Linked DNA regions of Mus musculus: region 2 is linked to region 1. The links are chromatin contacts, called in public Hi-C maps. All regions are on one chromosome and are shown on one strand. The core of a region is the stretch at or near the end of the contact, and the rest is flanking DNA. Distances in the headings are between cores, read along the strand shown. Region 1 overlaps Dock4 (dedicator of cytokinesis 4). Region 2 overlaps Dock4 (dedicator of cytokinesis 4).

Region 1 (5,952 bases), core at 1,155-3,654:
AACACTTGCTCTATTTGGGGAGAAAAGCAGCCCTGCTAGGAGGACTGAGATGCCTTGAAAGTCCTAGAGCAAGCTGCTTCCAGTCCTTGGTCTCCATTTCCTTTCCTGTAAATGACAGCCAGAATTCTCTGCACCAAGGTTGTCCTTAATCAGGTGTCTGGTGTCTGAAAAGTCCCCACCTCACTTCCTACTTGCAGGACACTATAGACAGCCCAAAGTAAATGGCAGCTTATAATTTGTAGGGGTTTTTTCCCCACCAGGAGCCTTGGCGGAAGCTAGGGAAACAGCTCTACAGCGGCTCTGTCCTCATGCACTGACCAGGGCAGAGCTTGAAAGTTCTCCTTCAGAGGCCCACTGATGAAGCTTGGCTCCTTACATCATTCTTCCTCCATTAAACATTATTTTTTGAGATGCTACCATATCCCAGACCCCTTTTGATAAACAAACAAATAGGGAAGCTAAGTGCTGAGGGGCTGGGGAAGAGATGAGAGCAGAAAGCAGTCCAGGCATTGCCTAGAACATAATTTCAGGTCTCGAGTCCTACGAAGACAATTGGGCAGAGAATGTAACCTAAAGTTTCGGAAGCCTGAGTACAGCATTCAGAAAAGGTGTCTACCACAGAAGCTGCTCCCCAGTGTGTGAGGACCAGGCACGTGCAGGGCATGGGGCTATGGTTGTTGATGCTCTGCTTCTTGTATATCATTTGTGTACTTCTAGTAAGCAAGTCATTACTCTCCTTACAGCAAAGGAGAAAGGAGAAAAGAAGTTGTTCGGTTTCTCTTTCGTGCCCCTGATGCAAGAAGACGGAAGGACTCTCCCAGATGGCACACACGAGCTCATCGTGCATAAGGTACCAGTGGTTCCTATTGATGATCGCGATCAAGAGCAGGGCATAGTTACTGGCTGCACGTCTTCTAGCTTTAGAAAAGGGAAAAAAATGACTAAAAATAGCACCCTTTCGAATAAGGTTAGAGACCAGGCGTGGCAGTATAATCTTTAATTCCAGCACTCAGAAGGCAGATGCAGTTTTTCTCAAAAATCCTCCTTTTGCTGGTGAAGGTCTACCATCACCTGGCTCCAGGAGTCTTTTCTGCCTTCTAGAGGAAATAGAAACTTCCTGTGCTTTCTCCCTGCCTCCTGACCTGACCCTTATCTACACTCCTCTCTTTCTTCCTACTTCCTGTCTCAGGGATGAGAGAAGGTGCCTTCTCTCCAAAGCCAGTTCTACTTCCTGCCCCCAGGACTTCTTCCAGTGTCCTTTCTTCCTCCTGCATCTATAACTGCTTCCATGTCTAGCTATCCAGTCAGCAGTTTTCTTCTTTCTTTAATAGGTACAGGTTTCCTCTTCTGTTCCCATCTCATGTAGAAACGGGTTGTCACCACTCTCTCCGCTGCTCGGTCCCATCAGTGGTTCATGATGCCACCATTCACCATTCACATGAACTTCCACCATGTTGCTCCTGTTTAGCCACAGGCTAAAGACCCTGAGGATGGTGGTAGGGGGGCTCTATACCAGTGAGCTATACCACGAACTTTCCCCTGGTATATTTGGAAAGGGTCTTGCTGAGTTGCCTTAGGTTGGCCCCTGAAAGCAGTCTTCTTGCCTCAGCCTCTTGAGTAGCAAATTATTACAGTCATGCTTGACTCTGCCTGCCCAGCTACTGAGATCTTCTTATTTAAGATCTCTGGGCTTTTCATGTTGAGAAATCTCATGGACCAGACATATGATACATACACTTGTCTTTTTTTTAGTGGTTGTTTTAGATTCACAGATCTGTAATATACCCGTGTACAGGCTGGTTTTGTGTGTCAACTTGACACAAGCTGGAGTTATCACAGAGAAAGGAACTTCAGTTGGGAAAGTGCCTCCATGAGATCCAGCTGGGGTATTTTCTCAATTAGTGATCAAGGGGGGAGGGCCCCTTGTGGGTGGAACCATCTCAGGGCTGGTAGTCTTGGTTCTATAAGAGAGCAGGCTGAGCAAGCCAGGGGAAGCAAGCCAAGTAGAGAACATCCCTCCATGGCCTCTGCATCAGCTCCTGCTTCCTGACCTGCTTGAGTTCCAGTCCTGACTTCCTTTGGTGATGAACAGCAGTGTAGGAAGTGTAAACTGAGTAAGTTCCTCCCCAACTTGCTTCTTGGTCATGATGTTTGTGCAGGGATAGAAACCCTAAGACAACCCATAAGTTCTTCTCCCAAGTCATCTTACATTATAACTATTTACATTAGTGGAGGCATATTAGGAGTAAACATATCTAAGGAATAAAATTTTGTTAGGGTAAAGGGGTTTGGGGGGGTTGTTTTGTTTTACACAGTAAATTTTCCACTAATATCATCTGGCTATTCCTGCTCCATTCCAGACCCCACGTGGTATTTAGCTGTCCGCTGGTGACTCACCCACATGCCTCCCGTCACTGCCCTCCCTCTGTACTGTTTCTTTACCCTCTTGCCTGCTTAGTAACTCTCTTCTGATTATGATTGAGCTTAAATACTTCCCTTTCTATAAAGCCTTCCCTACCCCCAAGAGAACTGGTATTCAGTGGTCTTTAAGCTTTGACATCAGTCTAAAACACATGACTGCAGTGGTCTGGTGTGTGAGGCCTTCAAAACAAGGCCAGTACCCCTTTCCTGGTTAGTGCCCGTTTCCTGGTTGTATTTTTAATACTGAAATGAAGTATGGGCAAATATTATGAATTTAATCAGTATTTAGTAATGATATTAGCAGTCACTGTCCCTGTTGAAAACTTCCCCAAATATATTTTGTCATTAAAAATTATTTAAATCTGGTTTTCATTAGCTAGTATAGAATTTCAAGTTAACGCTCTCACTTTCTGTACTTTCAGTTCAGTTCTCTACAGTCCTAAGCTGTGGATCCTGTATTTGATTAGCAGGCTGGGAATTCACTGGCATGATTTTCTATGAATAAATGATACATGTGGATCTCCCCACCTCAAATCTAACATGCTTCTGGATGCTACTGTTATGGAAGACTGTCAGGACTGACCACTGTGGTTCTCAGCCATATATTTTAGGCTATAGTCAGCAGGTAGCCCAATACATAGTGCCCTGTTTACAACCTCTATCCCAATTGATTTCTAATGACTGCATGCAAGAGGTGTAGTCTCAAAGATCAAGGCTACCTGTGCTACTTCAAGTACTTCTGTAAGCGTACAAAGGAGCCCATCTCTCATAAGATCTGACTTTAAACCCAAATGTGGTCAAAAAGGTAATTCTTATCTCTAATATGGAATACATTAATGCATTTTAAGATGACCCATGTTGATTGCAGACTATTAAAGCAAATTATCGTTTACTGGGCTAGCAACATGGTTTTGTTCCCCCCAATCCAGCAGCACACTCAGGAATCTAAAGGCGTTGAGACAATTCTTCCCTGCATTCTTGCATTCAGTTCCTCTGAACTTTGCATTGATTAGTAGGAGAGTGTGTAGCCTTTTGGGCTAAAAATTCTTGCTGCTGTGTGCCCCTATGAACAGCCTACCTTCTAAAAGAGGTTTTCTATTTATCTCTGCAACCAAATCCTGTTTCTCACCTAGAGTCCTTGCCATCAAATGAAAGGCTTTTGTTCTGCTACAGGCCCATGTGCTATGCTCCCTCTGGGCTAATCTACCCTCAGGTGTCCATCAGAGCACGGGTAATACATTGGCTATGCTTGTAGGTCCCATGACAGAACATGTTCCCTAATGAGAATAGTGAACTCTTGTTCTTATGTCCACACTGTCTTGCTCCATTCCTATACTGGGTTTGATGAGGAAGACATTACTTCTGCCAAATCCCAGAGTCTGGGGTTTCCCAGAATGCAAAGAATCTGTACTTTCCTATGTTGTGTCGTTTAGGGTACAACTAACCTTTCCCATACCAACAAGCCAGCCCCCTGACTACAGTACCCTACTCAGATTTGTAGCCATAGAACCTCTAAGCTCTGACTCTGGTGTACTTGCTATTTCCCAGTCCATAACCAGCAGTGCTGACCACACTTTATAGTCTCTCCTACTCTCAGCCTTTTCTAAAGTGGTGCCTGGTGCTTCCTGTTTGCTGTCTTCTGTTCATACTCTGGTTACATAACTCTCTCTCAGTGTGGGCCTTTCTCATACCTGGCTGAGCAATGTCTGGATATTTCATGCATTCTAGAAGAGAACTTAGCACTGAGTACTCTCACTCTCTGGTGAGTGAACGCTGAGTGCTGCATTTCCTAGCAGGAGAGTGTGTAGCCTTTTGGGCTAAAAATCCTTGCTGTCCTGTGCCCCTCTCTTACCACCTACCTTCTAGAACAATTTTCCTATTTATGTCTACCACCAAATTCCATTTCTCTCCTAGAGTCCCTGCCATCAAATGGAAGTCTTTGTTCTGCTCCTGGCTCGTGTGCCATGCTCCCCCTGCTCTTGTCTGCTTGTCCTGCCTAACAGCCAAGTCCCACAATTTCTTTTGTTCCCCGTGTTTCAAGCTGTAGACTAGCAATTTCACTGTAAGCCTCGAGTCTTACGTCTCATGAGATCATTTTAGTTACACACTCCTCTTGGGGCCCTGTGTCATTTTGTCTGCCATTCCTTAAGCTTTTGGAGAAAGTCATTTTTTTTCTCTCTAACTTGACAGTCTCAATTTAATCGAGAATGCAATGTGAAGCTCAGTTTTGTTTCCACAAAATATAAAACTGATTTAAAAGAATAGTAGGGAAAGGCAGTGTTACATAGTTATAAAAACAAGCCTTGTTACTATCCTGATGCTGACACTAAGTAAGATTGCAACATTAGGCAAATCATATATGTGCTTCAGCCACAATATTCTATATCATGGGATTGTTATGAAGGAAAATGTATATATGAAGTGTGGAGCAGTGCCAAATAAATACTTATAAGTGTTGCCTAAGTTGCCTATGGTTTTCAAATGTGCAGTATCTCTACTATGTATTAATTATGCATGAGAAAGCCTTGAACAATAAAAGGTATGTGATAAGAATTTCTTTGTATTTTATTAAATTACTACCAAGAGTTATAAGCTTTTAAACTTACTTAGATGATGGGTAGAATATACTATCTGTCTTTCTGTCTCTTTTTCTCTGTTCTATTCTTAAAAGAATATCTTAAAATACCTTTTGTGCTCATGATGTAGCTCCTGCTGATGGTTATGTTTTATATATGAGGATGACACAGATTAGCTATAGGAAGCTATGGAGATACCATGTCTCATACTTTGGATGCTAAGGTTTTAGTGTCCTGGGCTGGCGGGCAGGTGAAGCTAAGCAGGATTGGTGGAACTAACTTGGCCATTATGGCTGGCCCACAAGTAGACTCTTCATGGTATCCTGTAGAGCCAGAGCACAACCATCTGTCCAGAGCCATATGTCTGTAGTCAGCATCATAACAATAACAGGAATCCCAAGATGCTGACAGAATAATCCACGAGCCAATTAGTTAAGGGATGGAAGCTGTATTAAAAGATGGTTCTGTGTGATGAGAATTTCCTCAGAAAGAGGCCTGGGAATAGCTGAAGTGAGTGTCCATCACATAGAAAATTACATAGATGTACAAAGGACATGACAGGCTGGAGATGGGAGATCAGAGCATGTTTCTAGCCCAGGTACACTTAAAGAATGGATTGAGTTTGGGTTCATGACTTCATGTGTCCCATGTTCTGATGAGGATCGGGGGAAGCAGATATGCAAGAGGCCAGAACATTCCCTTGCCTAAACACTTTTCTAAGGAAAATATTTGAAGTATTTACTTTATAATTTTCTTTAAACTATGCATATTTTCTGGAGTCTTTGGTCTATGTGACATATCTTGAAGAAACAAAAGAAACCATTTGGAAATGTGACAGGAGGAGAGAATGGTGAACTGTTTATTATATTGATGCCAGTACTTGTGTTTCAGAGCAATTTTTGGCAAGAACACCTTGTGGTATTCTGACTCTGTTTCTCAACTCACTAGAGAGGTT
Region 2 (6,002 bases), core at 988-3,487, 89 kb after region 1:
TTGAATTGTTGATTATAACCCAAGAATTCCCAGCTTGTCCACTAGTTGTCAGATGTTTAACACAGTGTCAGGTTGAAAATCTGTCGCTGTCATTTAGTCTCCTCATTGTATTATTAAAACAATACTCAGGAGGGAAAAGAATGCATGTGTTCTCTTGACTTGGAGGCATGGAACTTCAACAATGTAAAAGGGCGTGTGTGTGTGTGTGTGTGTGTGTGTGTGTGTGTGTGTGTGCCTGAATACTGAGGAAACACGCAGGTCTGTGCTCTTTTTCACAGAACTTCTATAAGACGGAGCTGAACAAGGAGGAGATGTATATCCGCTACATCCACAAACTCTACGATCTGCATCTCAAGGCGCAGAACTTCACAGGTCAGAGTGCTGGGGACTCAGGTGGGGAAGGGAGCTAGGTACTGATGCGTTTGCTATGGTAACTCCTCTTCCTTTCACAGTTAGGGATGAAGACTCTGACACGTCTCTTCTAAAACCTTAATGAATTTTAATTATGTGTATGCTTCTTAGTGCTGTATTTTCTACTTCATCTATGCATGATTGTTTTGAGATTGCCCTTGGCATTATGGAGTACATACCTCATTACAACACGCTTGTAATGGGGGTTTGCTGTCTTAATTTAAACATGGGGTCTTTATAGACACCCTACTCTGTGCTGTACTTGTAGGATATGTGTTAAATATGGGATATCTATTCACTGGAATGGTCATACCGATTTTAAAGAACTTGTAAAAAGAGCTCTGTGTTTACTAAGATACTGGCTACTTTGATGACTCTCCATTTGTGAAGTTCTCTGGTTCCCTACATTTTTATTCGCCCTGAAGAATTTTACTGCTTAAGAGATTGGCTAGTGGTGCTCTCTTCCATTTCTCTCCATGTAAAGATATCTTTATTGCCCTCTGTAGTCGTCAGCTTTCAGTTATTGAAACGGAGTATATATGATAATCAACTGATGAAGAAGAGAGGTTTGTTTTGGTTCAGGAATTTGAAGGTTTTGGTCCATTGTTAGTTGGCTCTGTCACTTCTGGACTTGTAGCAAAGTAGCTTATAATGGTGGGGAAAGTGCCTGGTACAACCTAACTTCTCATGGTATGACTATGACACAAGAGAAAGAAGAAAGGAGCCTCACAGTCACTTCATGCATGACACTGATAACCCAAGCCTTTCCACCAAGCCATCTCTTTTACAGTTTCCAGCCATCTCTCCACATCACTGATGGAAGGACCAAGATGCTGCTTCTAAGATTTTTATTTTATGTGCTTGTATATGTGTGAGTGAATGCTGTACATGTGCAGGAATCCTCCAAAGAAACAGGAGTGTGTTAGATCCTGTGAAGCTAGAATTACAAGTGGTTGTGATCCACCCGACTTGAATCCTGGGAATGGGAGTCAGATCTACTGGAAGAACAAGTATTCTTAACTCCTGAGCTTTCTCTCGAACCCAGGACCAAGCTTTAACACACAGGGCTTTGATGGACATTGCTGAACCCAACCATAGCACACCCTCATCTCTGAAAGCCATGTGTGCTGTAGTTGGAATTTTAAGTGAATGGTTCTTTCATTTTTACACTGCAAAAGTGTTGTTATTATCTCCTGGACTCCCTGCGTGTGGTGAGAAGTATATAATCTTTTAATGACTGATTGTATGGTGTTTTCTGGTTGCTTTTGAGAATTTGTATTTGGTCTTCGGTAGTTTGATGATGACATACATAGACATGGTTTTCTCGAAGCTTAGTGTGTTTGGTATTGCCATGCTCTTCGGATCTAGAAATCTATTCCCTTCATCAAATCTGAAAAGGTTTTCGGCATTATCTTCTCAAAATATATTTTACATACCAATCCTTTCTTCTAGGACTGCCGTGGAATGAGTATTTGGCCTCTGGTCATTGTTCCCTGAGTCCTGAGACTCTGCCATCCCCCCCCCCCACCTCCCAGCCCCCTGCAACTTCACTTCTGACCATGGTTTAGGGCAGTTAGTTAACTTTGCTTTATGTCAAGCCCACAGATGCTTTCGGTCATCTTCACTCAGCTGACTTGAATTGGGTCTCTCTGCTGAAATGTTTATTTTGTTACCATTCCATTCTAAAAATTTCGTGTTGTTGTTTTCTTCTCATAGCTTCAGTTTCTATGCAAAGAATTCACCTTTTCAGTTGTTCAGGAGTGTTCACATTCACTACATGGAGCATGGTTTCAATAGCTGCTTCCTAGTCTAAGATTCCAAGATGTGAGTCATCGTGGGGTTGGCATCTGTTAATTGCTTTTTCCCTTGGATAGTTATTTAGTTCTGTGGTTTCTTGAATGCCAAGTAATTTTAGATTACATCCTGGACCTTTTGAACATTATGTTACTAGATTCAGCATTCTGTCAAAATTGTTATTTTTAATTTTGGCAATCAGTCCAGTTACGTTTAAAGCTCAGGTCCTGTGCCACCATCTAGAGGTTATGATTCTAATGTCTGATTTTTAAGACCTCGGTACTACATTCCAGTTCTCTGCATGTGCACCACCCAAGGCAGGTCTCCAGTTTTTGCTTATGGTCTGCACTACTGTGTTACTTATGTCTCTCTCAAACTCCTTTTTCTCTCTGATTCCCCATTCTTCCCGTGGCCCAGGCACTCCCAGTTCTTAGTGTTCTGGCTGTGAAGCTGAGGTTGGAAGGTGGAGGAAGCCAGAGAGTTTAAGAGCTCTGTGTCACCGGAAGCCCTGCCCCAGCTCTGTAAGAGAAAAGGTCTTCCGGGACCTGTGGTTGATCCCATTTGCAGAAAGTCTGAGACAGGAGACATAAAAAGAAGAAAATAAAATTAGGCAACCAAACACATCATGATCATCTTCAGGGGTGGCTTTTCCTAGTTGCTCTGTTTGTTCCTAATTACTTTTCAAGATCCTCTAAGCACCTCACATATTCTGTCGAATTACTTACTTACTTACTGGGGAAAGTCGAGGGGAAGGTGCTCACGCCACCTTAATCAGAATCCTTCCTGTGCGTTTGGGAATGACAAATTGAGGGCTTTGCCCGCTGTTCTTCCAGGGAACTCTTGAACTGGGGCCTTAGCACAGGTCTCTAAGTGAGTGAAGAAGTCCTTTCTGTAACATCTCGAGAATTGTAACATGCCTTTAAGACCTCTAGCTGGTCCCACTATCTATGTAGCATTTGTTTACAGTCTGGAGCCTCCCTCAGCTTGAATGCTGAGGTCTATGGATTCTTTCTCCTCAAAGTAGTTCCTGTACTGGGGTTCTTTTCCTTCAAGTTCCTTTACTGACTACACCTACCATCCTTTATCCATGGCTGAACTGATCTTAACATCTCTTTCTCTACTCTCTCTCTCTCTCTCTCTCTCTCTTTAAAAAGGGTGTGTGTGTGTGTGTGTGTGTGCGTGTGTGTGTGTGTGTGTGTGTGTGAGAGAGAGGGGGGGGAGAGGGGGAGAGAGAGAGGGAGAGAGAGAGAGGGGGAGAGAGAGGGGGAGGGGGAGGGGGAGGGGGAGGGGGAGGGGGAGAGGGAGAGGGAGAGGGAGAGGGAGAGATGGGTACTTGAAGAGGCCAGATGAGGGTATTGGATTCTCTGAAGCTGGGGTCACAGGCAATTGTGAACGGCCTCATGTCTGTGCTGGAACCTAAAGGAGGGTGCTGTGGAAGAGCAGCAAGCAGTCTTAGCCACCAAGCCAGCCATCTTTCCAACCCCATAGTCTCTATTTTAAAGCACTTATCATGTTGTTTTTTATTAGTTATATTTTATATAATATGTATTATTATTTAACACACAAACATACACACACACATACACATATGGTGGTGTGCATGTGTCTAGACAGACAGATGATTCCCAGCTAAGGATGAATTTCTTGTTTCTCGTTCTTAGTCTTCTCAGCTCCTAGGAGAGAGACTAGGGATATGAGACCTAAATAAGTGCATCCCTGATGAATGTGCTCATCAATTAAACTTTAACACCTGGTGTGATGGGTTTCCTTCAGTGCTGATAATGCCTGAATCATGAGAGAACAATGCAGTAGGGTAAACTGTTTAACTTTAAAAACTGATAAAAGCAAGAATTGAGAAAATAAGCTGACAACAGTTATTCCATGTCTGCACAGATGTTTTTTTGATTTTTCAAGAAAGTCCAGATTTGTCTAAGATATCAGAGATGGATGCTTTTTCTTTACTTGCTCAAAGTTCCATGTTCCCTAAATCATAATCAATATGTGCTCCTCCCATCTAACATCTTACTTACTGTATTTATTTATGGCACCTGTGTGCCATGTGGGTGTGGAGGTCACAGGAAAGTTCTAGGAGTCAGTTCTCTCTTCCACCATTCCATGGTTGCAGGGATCAAACCGAGGTCACCAGGCCCGCACATTAAGCATCTTTACCTCGGAGTCATCTCGCTGGCCCTCGCATCCTTTCTCTCAGATGTCCTCATTTCTGTATGCGTCCTTGAAAACAGGGAGCTTGTTGGGGAACCTTCCTTACACTGTCCAAATGATGTAACCCCCTGCAGCCTTCTGTGTGGTCGCCTCGCCTTCCCGATTCATCTCCAGCCTTCTGTGCTGTTTCTCTTTGGATATCGCCTTCCTCGCTGTCTGCTTGTGGAAATAATGGGATGGCCTGCAGTAAGCCGTGCAGGGGTACTTTGTTTGGAATCTCAAACTCTCTGTCCCTTAGAATCTATTCCTCTCCCATCTGCGTCAGCTCCCACAGTAACACTTAAAACTTTTGAGTTATTGAAAACCAGCTGTGTAGGGGGTTGTGGGGGTGGGACACCTGCAAGGTGTGCACGCTTTTCCTTGATCAGCACAGTCCATGGTGCCCTCTGCGTGCATGCATCCCTCGGCTGTGGATGGTCACCTTCCCAGTCAGATTCTAAAGCAGCTGTGATTTGTCCTGCCACCTCTCTGTGACACCAGCAGTCATTTCTCAGCTTCCTCTGGTCACCAGTCAGCATCTCTACTTTCTCAGACTTGCCCAGGCACCACTCACCTATGCCTGCCCTCCTAAGGACGAGCATGTCTGGGAAGTAGTAAAGAGGTTAGAAACTTTTTGTTGTTTGTTGTTGTTAATTTGGGGGTATATGTCACATGCCCTTTTCTACCATAACTATTGTTAAGTGTGCAGTCTATGCCATCACCATTGACCCTAGAACTTTTCTCCGCTTCCCCAACTGAAACGCTTTCCTGTTAAACACTAATTTTCCTTGCCTTCTCTCTTTCTATGAATCTGACCATCAGGGCCCTTTGTGTCCTTCCATGCACGTCTGTGAGCACACAGGCCTCTGTTCTCTTAATCCTGAGATGAGACTAGCTCCGTTTTCTCTGAGGAACTTTCAAGCACTACAGTGTTGGGAGAAGAACAAGGGATAGGAGAACAAGGGGAGTGACCCCTGAAGTAGGTCATTAGTAGAACATAGGAGTTATTCAGGCTTGAAGGAACAGAACCTAGGAGCAGTTGGTATAGACCCGCATGGTATAAGACAGGAACACGGTTGGCTAGACACTTCTTCCAAGCACAGCACAGTCCCTAAAATGTCTTCACTGTGATTCTTGCACATTTACTGCATCTCCCATGGCAGCCTCTATGATTTCAACTGTTTCCGTTTCCACCCATTTTTCACCCTTGGTGAGAACCCTGTCCATCTCACATTTAATCCTCACAAGAAAGGAACCAACAGGTAGCCAGGCAAGTACACAGAGAACACTTCCATATCTGGCTCTGCCTGGACCACAATACATCTCACTCTATTCCTCTGAAGCTGAGGTTGGAACTCAACTCAAGAGCTGTGCAGCTACCAAGGCTTCTTAAAATCACCAATGACTGGGTCCTTTTTTGCCCCTTTCTAAATCCTGGCTACATTTTGAATCACCCTCCTGTGCTCCAGATTCAAATTCACAGCCTTTTATCATTCAAAGAAAAACCTATGTTCCTTAATTAGCAAATTCATTAGCTTCTTCTGGTTTCTCTTGCTGTAATAATGACCAAAAGGAAGTTGATGAAGAAAGAATGG

Evidence for each region. Hi-C and Micro-C count contacts between places; a contact is called where the count stands out from the background.
Region 2: a contact with region 1 is called in a Hi-C map of the STO cell line, with 2.0 times the contacts expected there. The contact joins two enhancer-like sites. A contact is called at or near these places in 11 of 484 Hi-C or Micro-C datasets (the STO cell line, cerebral cortex, embryonic stem cells and 6 more) and 2 of 9 other capture datasets (embryonic stem cells and pancreatic islet).

Annotation. Positions count from the first base shown.
Region 1 is chr12:40,710,052-40,716,003 of GRCm38.p6, forward strand. It overlaps Dock4 (dedicator of cytokinesis 4), which reads left to right. Exons shown (of 53, transcript NM_172803.2): 16 at 744-850. Among named protein-coding and RNA genes, the nearest start is that of Dock4, 270 kb to the left of the region's middle. Within about 2 kb of position 2,405, at least 18 of the 459 cell types and tissues checked have an H3K27ac peak or open chromatin away from gene starts, as enhancers often do. A contact at or near this core is called in the STO cell line, where this site is marked.
Region 2 is chr12:40,799,379-40,805,380 of GRCm38.p6, forward strand. It overlaps Dock4 (dedicator of cytokinesis 4), which reads left to right. Exons shown (of 53, transcript NM_172803.2): 36 at 279-372. Among named protein-coding and RNA genes, the nearest start is that of Immp2l, 220 kb to the right of the region's middle. Within about 2 kb of position 2,238, at least 17 of the 459 cell types and tissues checked have an H3K27ac peak or open chromatin away from gene starts, as enhancers often do. A contact at or near this core is called in the STO cell line, where this site is marked.